3 separate regions of the Sus scrofa genome follow, and all the other regions are linked to region 3. Evidence: chromatin contacts called from public Hi-C data. All regions are on one chromosome and are shown on one strand. The core of a region is the stretch at or near the end of the contact, and the rest is flanking DNA. Distances in the headings are between cores, read along the strand shown. Region 1 holds the start of TRAPPC9 (trafficking protein particle complex subunit 9). Region 2 overlaps TRAPPC9 (trafficking protein particle complex subunit 9). Region 3 has its middle 47 kb from the start of AGO2.

Region 1 (3,040 bases), core at 413-2,912, 150 kb before region 3:
TTGCAGTATTATTTATCAGCCAAAAAGTGGAAACAACACGAATCTCCATCACCTGATAAAGGGATAAACAAAATATGGTCTATCCATGCAATAGAATATTACTCAGCCAAAAAAGGAACAAAGGGAGCTCCTGCTGTGGGAAAGTGAGGTCAAAGATCTGGCTTGTCGCTGTGGTGGTGCTGCTTTAATCCCTGGCTCACTGCAGCGGGGAAGGATCCAGCCTTAAGGGTGTGGCTCAGGTTTTATCCAGAGCCCAGGAACTTCCACATGCCGAGGTTGCAGCCAAAAGAGTAAAAAAAACGCACAAAATACAGACATTGCCACGACACGGATGAACCTTGAAAACTGCATGCTCAGTGAAAGTTTTCACACCCAAAAGGCCACATCGTGTATGAATTCATTTACATGAAATGCCCCAACTCTGCAAATGCAGAAAGTAAATTTGTGGCTGCCACCGGCTGCAGGAGGGGACACTGCCAATGGGAGTGGAATTTCTTTTTGAAGGGATGAAAAGGTTCTGGAATAGTGGTTGCACGACTGTGAACATTCCAAAACCACGGAACTGAATGATTTAAATGGGTGGACTTCATGGTATGTGAACATTATCTCAAAGCTCTTATTTGAAAAAATATCTCTTGAGAACTATTTTTCCTTCTATACTACTAGCCTGCCTCACAGTTTAACAAACAACTAAAAACCTGCCAGATCCTTAGGACTGCAATATTCCTGGGTCTCCAATATGCCTCTACTGCTGTTGTCTCATGCGAACAAATACTAGCCGGGCTGGACCAGGAAGCCACTATAACTACCTTTTAAAAATCGCCAGTCACAAGTTTAAACTGGCGCGGAGGGGGGTGGAGGACCTCAAAGCCTCATGCCTTCAGCTCATTTTTAACTAAACTGAGCCCTGCTTTCAACACTATAGCCCCTCCCTCCATCAAAACATGTGAAATCAACAAGCGCCCCATCCCCACCGCAGAAAACCCCGCGTTAAAAGGCATTTACGTGGGGCAGATACAGGGAAGAGACCAAGGCAAACACAGCGCGGGCTCTCTCTGTTCCCAAGACCTGGCCGGAGAAGCCGGACTTTCCAATTCGGGGATCTTGTCCCCGGGAAACAGCGCCTGACGCCGCCGAGCGGGATCGGAGGCACTTTCAATCCAGAAGAGACCGAGGAAGGAAAGGGAGAGCAGGGCAGCGCCGGGATCGCGGGCAGCCCGGCTCCGAGCAGCCCCAGCCCGGCCACGGGTCCCGGCCGGGGGCGGGGGCCAAGGAGAGGACGCCCGGCCGGAGGGGACCCGGGGGCGGAAGCGGGGAAGGGGCCGGCCTCCGCCCCCGGAGGAGAGTCGGGGCCGCGGCCCGACAGGCGGCAGGTGCAGCCCGGCCGCCAGGCGGGGAAAGGGGCCACGGCAGGTGGCCCAGGCAGGTGCGGGCTGGGGCGAGCCCCTCGGCGGGACACACGCCGACTCGCGCCCTCGCGCGCCGGGTCGCTTGGACAGCCCTCCCGCTGCCGGCGCGATCCCCTGCCCGATCCTGGCACTTACACAGCCGGAGGCCCCGGGCCGGGAGCAGGAGCCAACGGCCTGGCGGGCGGTGGAGCCGAGCAGCCTCGGCGGCCGCTCCCCGCGCTCGGAGCTGGAGCTTCCGACTGGCGGCCGAGCCGGCACCGCCCCTGCGCATGCGCGGGCCCGTCCCGCCCGGCGATCCACTCCGGGTTTTGGGAGAGACACCGGGGAAGGAGGGAGGGAGGAGGGGGCGAAGGGGGAAGAGAAGAGGGAGGAGAAGAGCAGGCTGCGGGGTGGACCGAGGGAGGAGGGGAGGAGGGAGGAAGGCGGCGGAGGGCGGGTGGATGGACCCAGACGGGGAAGGAGCGGAGCGGAGCAGCTCCTGGGGCGGTTCACGCCCCAGGAAGTGCCAGTGCTGCCTCTGCGCCCCTTTCCGACCCCTCTAGGCACGCAGCTCACGTTCACCTAGGTGGTGGAGCCCTCCAGACCGCACCCCTGCAAAATCCCCAGGGGATCACACTCCTTGCCCCCACGCCGAGCCAGGCTTCGACGTGCTCCGGGGCCCAAGCACCCGCAGGCGTTGTCATCAATGCTCAGAATTACTCTGGGGAGGATTCAAGTTCCCCTTTTCCAGGCAGGGAAACTGAGGCAGGCACAGTCTTGGCGTGCCTCATCTGCGAGGTTGCAAGACCTGGGCGGGCGGGGCGGGAGGTAGAAGGTCAGAGCCCAAGCCTGGAGCAGACTGTCCCCAACCTTCCTGGGTAAATCATTCCGTACTCTGAGGGTCCCATCAAGGGCTCCGAATAGGCCCCTCAGTGTCCTTAGTTCCAGCGCCTAGCTTGCTAGGTAAGGGCAGAAGCCATGAAAGGATTTAAACCCCTCTAGGTTAAAACAAATACAACAAAAGAATTTACAAACATAGGTTGGACTGTGCATGTCATATTTGAAAAAATACACAAGGAATTGTAAACAGTGGCATCGCCAGGAAGGGCTGAGAGGACAGCGGATAAAGGAGACCACTCCCTTGTGTATTTCTGCGCTGTTTGAATTTTTTACCTTAGGTGTCCTTTAGTACAGCAAATACAAGCAGCCAGGGAAAAACCGAGCCATCACTTCTGCTTTACCCCAGCAAGAATTTATTGACCCTCTGTTCTGTGGCCAGGCTGTTTTATGACTTATTATTTACGCTTTCCTTATAAAATCATAACAAGCTATCCCTCATCCCCGCCCAGGGTCAGTGGAAAACTATTGGAGTTTTTATTCTTGTCCAAGGAGTAGGAATGAGTTAGAAACAGAACACATCTTCAGGGCAAAGCAAGTGGGGGAGATTTCCAGCAGGTCAGACAGCCAAGAAGGGTTTTTCAACAGAGTCTCCCAGAGGCCGAGAGAGAATGCTTCCAGGACCCCAAAAAAGCTGCCCAAGGTGGCTTCTCCATGGCACTAAGGGTGCAGGGTGACAGTTATAGAACAAGGAAAACAGACCCTAAGAGAGGCCACCCTTTATGGAGGTCTGTGTGCCAGGAATAGAGCACCAT
Region 2 (3,140 bases), core at 258-2,757, 230 kb before region 3:
GAGCCAAAGCACCCTGGCACCAGGGAGCGACAAATGCACCCTGCACACAGCACACCAAAGGTGTGGGCAGACTCCTTGGCCAGCCCTCCAGCCCAAGCCCTAGACCCACCCCTACCCTCCCCCCATACAGGAAGCAGCTCGCCCTCCCTAGGCCAGCAAGCAAGGGAAAATGCTACTTGGTTTTGCTCCCTCCTGCTGCAGCAGGGGCCCCAGCAAAGCCTTGCCTGAATTTTCTGTCTGGCCTCTTGTCAGTTTCTATTGCTTGGGGAGGCCAAGAACCCTAGTGGGTAGCACAGCGCTGGCAGCCCGATGTTCCTCTCTCTGCAGGGTGCTCCACGCCACACACAGGGCGGCCCAGGCCAGGGACCCCAGCAGCTCATCCAAGGCCACTCAGCTTCCCCGTGAGTGAGACACACGCATCATCAAAACAGAAAGCAGCCCGTTTTCAGGTTAAGAGCTGTACATGCTGAAACACGGGAAGTCAGTAACAAGGCAACATACATGATAACAATGACAATGCACTGAGCGGGTTTTATGTGCCAGGCTCTTTGTATATACACAGCGTGTGCAGTCCTTACACCAGCACAACCAGGGAGGTCTGACCCTCCTTTCACTGATGAGGTGCAATCCAGAGAAAACAAGCAATTTGATTTCCCAAGCACAAAGCCAGCCCCTGGGAGCCAGACACTGTGGGGCTGAGGCGGGGAGGAAAAACGCCTCAATTCCAGTTGTCCGGCCTTCATACGGAGACTGCTGTCAACAAACTTGAGAAGAGAAGGGCGACTTGGGAGGCAAGGAGACGCCTAGAATGTGTCACCATACCCCGGGCCAGAAGCGGCAGTCTGCCCCAGAGACTGGCAGATGGCACTCCGTGGATCAGATGGCGGGCCAGCGACCCCGACCCACCCCACCGAAAAGCACACACCCTTTAGACCACGGTGCCCCACGAGACTGAATTCTTCCAGAAGCTGCAGAAGGCCCTTTTTGATACACCGCCCCTTCCACCCCCGCCTTGGGAAGTTCTATTTCGGTTCACCTAAAAGTTGGAGAATTAGTATTTTTCCCATAACGAGTAAATCCACTAATACACTGGAGATTTTGACACACTGCTAGTTCTCCTTCGCAGCGCTGTGGTCCTTGTGTGGTTTCTCCACTGAGAATGCATTTTATCAGCAGGTGCTTATTACGCGGCGCTGCACAGTATTTATCTCTTCAACACAGAAGTTAAGGAAGTCAAAGGCTTCCCCTGGTTTCTGCTGGGTTTGGTTCAGCCCCTTCTGTCTATTTCTGAACAAACAAAAGGGACTGTATAACTTACAATGGAAACAAATTATAGCCCTTTAGTGAGGCCTCCCACCAGGACTCTAGCATAACAACTCCTGGGCCCAGACTCTCCTCTCCTCCACCCAGGTGAACCTCAAAACCCCCAGCGATATCACGCATGCACGCACACGAGGCGGGAAGGGGGGGAAGGGATGGAAGGCCAGAAGCTAGATAACGCACACTGCCCTCATCTTATAAAAACCATGCCCTTCACCTCTGGGCAGGGTTCACGCTGCAACTCTTCGTGCTCAGCTCTGAAGCTAAAGGACAGGAGTTCCCCTCACGGCTCAGCAGTTAACAAATCCAACTAGGAACGATGAGGTTGCAGGTTCAATCCCTGGCCTCACCCAGTGGATTAAGGATCCGGCGTTGCCGTGAGCTGCAGTGTAGATCACAGATGTAGCTCGGATCCCTCGTTGCTGTGGCTGTAACATCGGTCAGCAGGTATGGCTCCGATTTGACCCCTACCTAGCCTGGGAACCTCCATGTGCCACAGCACAGCCCTAAAAAGACAAAAAGACCAAAAAAAGGAAAAAAAGAAGCTAAAGAACAGAAACTCAAATCTAAGCCCACGTGTTCCCCACGGTGAGAACAAGACATAACACACAGGACCTCAAACCCAACCTTGTATGTTTCAGACTTGGTCCAATCATGGGAGACCTTCAATTATTACAGTCATGTTATTTTACCCATACTCTCTGATACCAAAAGCTAGTAAAAGGATGCATTTTTATTCTCAATTCCATTTTACAATTTACTGAAATTCAAAAAAAAATGTGAAGAACATATATTTTAAAACCCAGGATTATAAAAGATGGCCAGCAAAGTAATTTTTTTTTCCTTTCAGGGCCACAGGTATGGCATATAGAAGTTCCCAGGTTAGGAGTCGAATCAGAGCTGGAGATGCTGGCTACACCACAGCCACAGCAACACCAGATCCAAGCCGTGTCTTCGACCTACACCACAGCTTATGGCAGAGCTGATCCTTAACCCGCTGAGAGGAGCCAGGGATGGAACCCGCATCCTCATAGATACTAGTCAGGTTCTGTTCCGCTGAGAAACAACAGGACTCCCAGAGAAGTATTCAAAAAGGCTAGAATTATGGCAAGTGAAAAAGCACAGGGGTGGGGGACGTGGGAAGGTGTGGCCGGCCAGCCCTCCACGTCCGGTCAGCCCACTGTGTCCACCCAGCCATTCACATTCGGGGCTGCCCAGTCTTGGTCCCACTCCCTCAACTCCCTCCCGGGCAAAGTTTTGCATCAACAACCTCAGATCTCATGTCAGCCTCAGCTTCTTTCCAACAAAAACATGACACTAGCGCTCTAACTGTGCCACAACCTACACACCTGTACATGACTCTTCATACGAGTAGCTGAATAACCGACAAGTCTCTGGGCCACAAGTCACAAATCTGATGTGGGAACTACTGCTGCCAGGAGCAGGGGCAGTAAAGGATGCAGACCCCCCGGAGGGCGACCAGGGCAGCAACGGTGACTCTGAGCACTAACTTCCTCACCCAGCAAACGAGGCCATGGCGGGAAAGGAGGGAGGCTGGTTTCCAGAAAGAAGCAAAGGCACAGAAATGACCTCAGTGAAAAACTCCCTAACAGCAACTCCTACTCATCAGAGCCTGCCTCCCAGCCCACGGAGCCCACCTCCTGCACGGGCCTCCCAGGGGTCCTTGCAAAATGCAGGCTCCTGGGCCCTGGGTCCAGAGGGGCGCCCTGGAAGTGGCAGTGGACATCCTGAGTTAACCACTAGCTAAGCATTATTTTCTTTCGAAATGTATTTCCCTTCGAAATGTATTTCCCCCGAGG
Region 3 (3,021 bases), core at 146-2,645:
CCCAAATGCAGCCTCTCCAGACTTTCCCTTGGAGAAGGGGCCGCAGAAGTGCTGGCAGAAAGAAAAACGAAACTGCGCGCGCACCAGGCTGGCCCCGCTTCGGGCTGCGCCTCCCCGCCGCTCGCCTCCCCGCGCCGCCCGCACCCCGAGCCCGGCGCCCCCGGCCGGGGCCTCCAGGCCCTCGGGCGCTGAGAGCCCGGCCCCGGCCGCGGCCCCGCCGGGGCCCAGACGCCTGGCGCGGGAGGCCGGGGCCGCGGCCGGGCCAGGCGGGCGCCCGGGCCTCGGGCCTACACGCCGGCCGCCCGGCCCAGTCCCCTGCCAGCCGGGTCCCGGGCCGCCGGGCCGCGGGGAGGGCCCAGGCCGCGCGGGGCGCCCCGACGACTCGGGCCCGAGGAGGCCGGGGCTGCGCGTCCGCCGCGGGGCCGAGGCCACGGCCAGCGGCCGGGGCCCTCCGACCCCGCCAGCCCCGCCGCCGCCGCCGCCGCCGCCGCCGCCGCGCCCCCAGGCCCCGGTCCCCCGGCCTCCCGCCCGCCGCGCGCGCCGCGCTCGCGCCCGGCCAGCCAACGGCCGCCGGCGCCGAGGGGAGGAGCGCGCGAGCGGCCGGGCCGGCGCCCCGAGCGCGAGGACTCACCGGGGCCGGCTCCCGAGTACATGGTGGCGCCGCCGAGGGGCTCCGGGGCCGAGGGGCGGCCGCGCGCGCGCCACGGGCCCCGACGCCGCGAGCCGCGAGGGAGCCGCCGGCCGCACGATCCGCCCCGGCGCGGCCGCCTCGCCAAACAGGTTTACCCGACGCGGCCGGGGCGGCGGGCGGGGGCGGCGGACGGAGGCGGAGGCGGCGGGCAGGGGGGAGGGGCGAGGGAGGCGGGCGGGGGAGGCGGGGCGGGGCCGCGCGGCCGCGGCGGGGAGGCGGCGGGGGCGGGGCGGGCCGGCGGGGGCGGGCGGGGGAGCCGGGACGCGGACGCGGGCGGCGGGGGCCCGGGCGGAGCGAGGCCCCGCCGCGGGGCGGGGCGGGCGCGGGGCGGGCGGGCGGGGGGGGGCGCCGCGCAGCCACTCAGGAGAGCGACGTCTCCTCCGACTGGGCGGAGCGGGCCCGCGCGGCGCTGCCACCGGAGACCGGGAAGAAAGAAAAGAAAACACACCCCTTGTTTGCCCGCCGCCTCCGGCGCGCGCGGGGAGCCCGTTCCGGCTGCGGGCGGGCGGGCCCCTTCCCCACCCTTGGCCCCCGCCCGGCAGGACGCGCCTGGGTACCGTGTGGACGTGGTGGTGTCCGCATCCCGGCGCCCGGGCATCTCAGCCAGGCTGTTTTTAAGTTATTCCCGCAACATGAATGTCGCGAAGCTTCCTCCGGCCCTGGAGCTTGAACTTGAACGCGCCCCGGCCCTCGCACACTACCACACCGCCACCTCCCGGCCGAGAACCCAGATCATCCACGTAAAGAACTAAACCGTTGAAATTCGGGGTCAGTCGGAGCCGCTGTCGATGATGACATCAAACTAAAACCGCCCCTTCCAGCTCTCGGGGCCTCCGCAGTTGCTTGCTGCCCCTCTTGTGTGGGAACGTTCTCCCCTAGCCCACTACTCCATCCATCGAGTCCCGGGAGGTCCAGCTGTTTTTGGAGGCTTTTCCGGGGAGCCAGACGCAGGTCACCCGTCTCCCCTAACTGGTGGGTGATTAGAAGCCGGAAGGTGAAATACAATCCAAAATTGCTCGTCATCTTTTTAACATATTTGCCTACTCATTCCTTCATCCTGCAAGCACGAATTATCCGCACACTGGATGCTGCTAACTCTGTGTTCCTCAGGCCCACCGTGGGCCAAAGATGAACGGGAGCGGTGCCTCAAGCAGCCAATAGGTTTTCGCTCCTCTGCGCAGTCCTCAGTGACATCCCTAAATAAATGCAGGGGGACCACCCTGTCCTCCAGAGAGGAACCTAAAAGGACGTCGATCTTCAGCAGCACTGATACGAATGCGAGTGGGTCCCATGGCGTCACCCTCCCAGATGCCCTTCCATCCTTCTTAATCCTCTGCCCACCACCTGCACTGTCCTGGAGGCCTGGATGGCCCCTCCACTGCACAGTCATGCTGTGTGAACACAGACCTGGCGCTGCCCGCTTCGCTTGCTCGGACCCTTCCCTCTCCCCATTTCAGTCTGCATATGGCCCCAAATCCTTCATTTGCTGTACAATGCCCTGTGTCTGCCAGCCCCTGCTTTGCCAGAATCATCTACGTCACCTTCAAAGGCGCCTTAGGTTCACATCTGCACTTTCTGAAGAGTATTGCTGTGGGAATGGGAGTCAGCACAACCACTTGGGGGAAAATGTCTGGGAAATCTGCTAAAAAGACATTTGTCTGGTAGAAGCGAACGGCACAAGACCTTCGGCAGCTACTTGGCTGAAATGTGTGTTTGGGAGCCCCGGAAGCCCAGGTAGGAATGCTTGTCAGGGAGCTCGCACGGAGAGGCGGTGCGTTAACATCCGGCTTGTCTCTGCGGAGGCGCCAGTTCCGTCCCCGGCCCAGGCGCGGTGAGTTAAGTGCTGCAGCTGTGGCGTCGGTGCATGCCTGGGCAGCGGAAAAAGGAAAAAAATGCACAGGGGCAGAGGACTGGGTGCCACCCAGCTGTTCACCAGCTTTAGAATAGGTGGTGAGAGCAATAGGTACTTGTATAAAGTGGGGTCCAGGGGTGCAAATGAACAGCCTTCAGCCACCGGCAACAACGTGGATGGATCTTCACAACAGAGCCAATAAGGCACGGCTGCATTTTATAAACTGCATCGCTTAGGGATGTATCGTTGCACAGAGGAAGGCTGAGGAAGGTGGGCCTGGGGCTTTGGGTGGGTGCACGCACTCCTTCCCACAACGGCGCCGTTTATTCTGCCATAGTCTCTCAAGTTGCACGCTTATTTTTATACGCTTTTATATGCTTTGCTGTCTTTCACCACAAAGACTTTTTTTTTTTTTTTTTTTTTTTTTTTTAGGGCCACACCTGTGGCATAGGGAGGTTCCTGAGCTAGGGGTCGAATC

The links. A called contact is a pair of places that touch in the nucleus more often than the background predicts.
Region 1: a contact with region 3 is called in a Hi-C map of liver, with 9 times the contacts expected there. The contact joins the promoter of TRAPPC9 here to the enhancer-like site in region 3. A contact is called at or near these places in 5 of 5 promoter capture datasets (fetal liver, fetal skeletal muscle, liver and 1 more), 32 of 47 Hi-C or Micro-C datasets (adipose tissue, alveolar macrophages, blood and 16 more) and 2 of 2 datasets of contacts at active chromatin or transcription factors (alveolar macrophages and skeletal muscle).
Region 2: a contact with region 3 is called in a Hi-C map of fetal liver, with 1.5 times the contacts expected there. The contact joins two enhancer-like sites. A contact is called at or near these places in 2 of 47 Hi-C or Micro-C datasets (fetal liver and liver).

What each region holds. Positions count from the first base shown.
Region 1 is chr4:3,063,876-3,066,915 of Sscrofa11.1, reverse strand. It overlaps TRAPPC9 (trafficking protein particle complex subunit 9), which reads right to left and starts at 1,662. Exons shown (of 24, transcript XM_021088861.1): 1 at 1,545-1,662.
Region 2 is chr4:3,146,673-3,149,812 of Sscrofa11.1, reverse strand. The region is part of intron 9 of TRAPPC9 (trafficking protein particle complex subunit 9); the gene reads right to left. Among named protein-coding and RNA genes, the nearest start is that of TRAPPC9, 83 kb to the right of the region's middle. Within about 2 kb of position 1,507, at least 4 of the 83 cell types and tissues checked have an H3K27ac peak or open chromatin away from gene starts, as enhancers often do. A contact at or near this core is called in fetal liver, where this site is marked.
Region 3 is chr4:2,917,840-2,920,860 of Sscrofa11.1, reverse strand. No RefSeq gene overlaps it. Among named protein-coding and RNA genes, the nearest start is that of AGO2, 47 kb to the left of the region's middle. Within about 2 kb of position 1,395, at least 59 of the 83 cell types and tissues checked have an H3K27ac peak or open chromatin away from gene starts, as enhancers often do. A contact at or near this core is called in adipose tissue, alveolar macrophages, embryonic fibroblasts and 10 more, where this site is marked.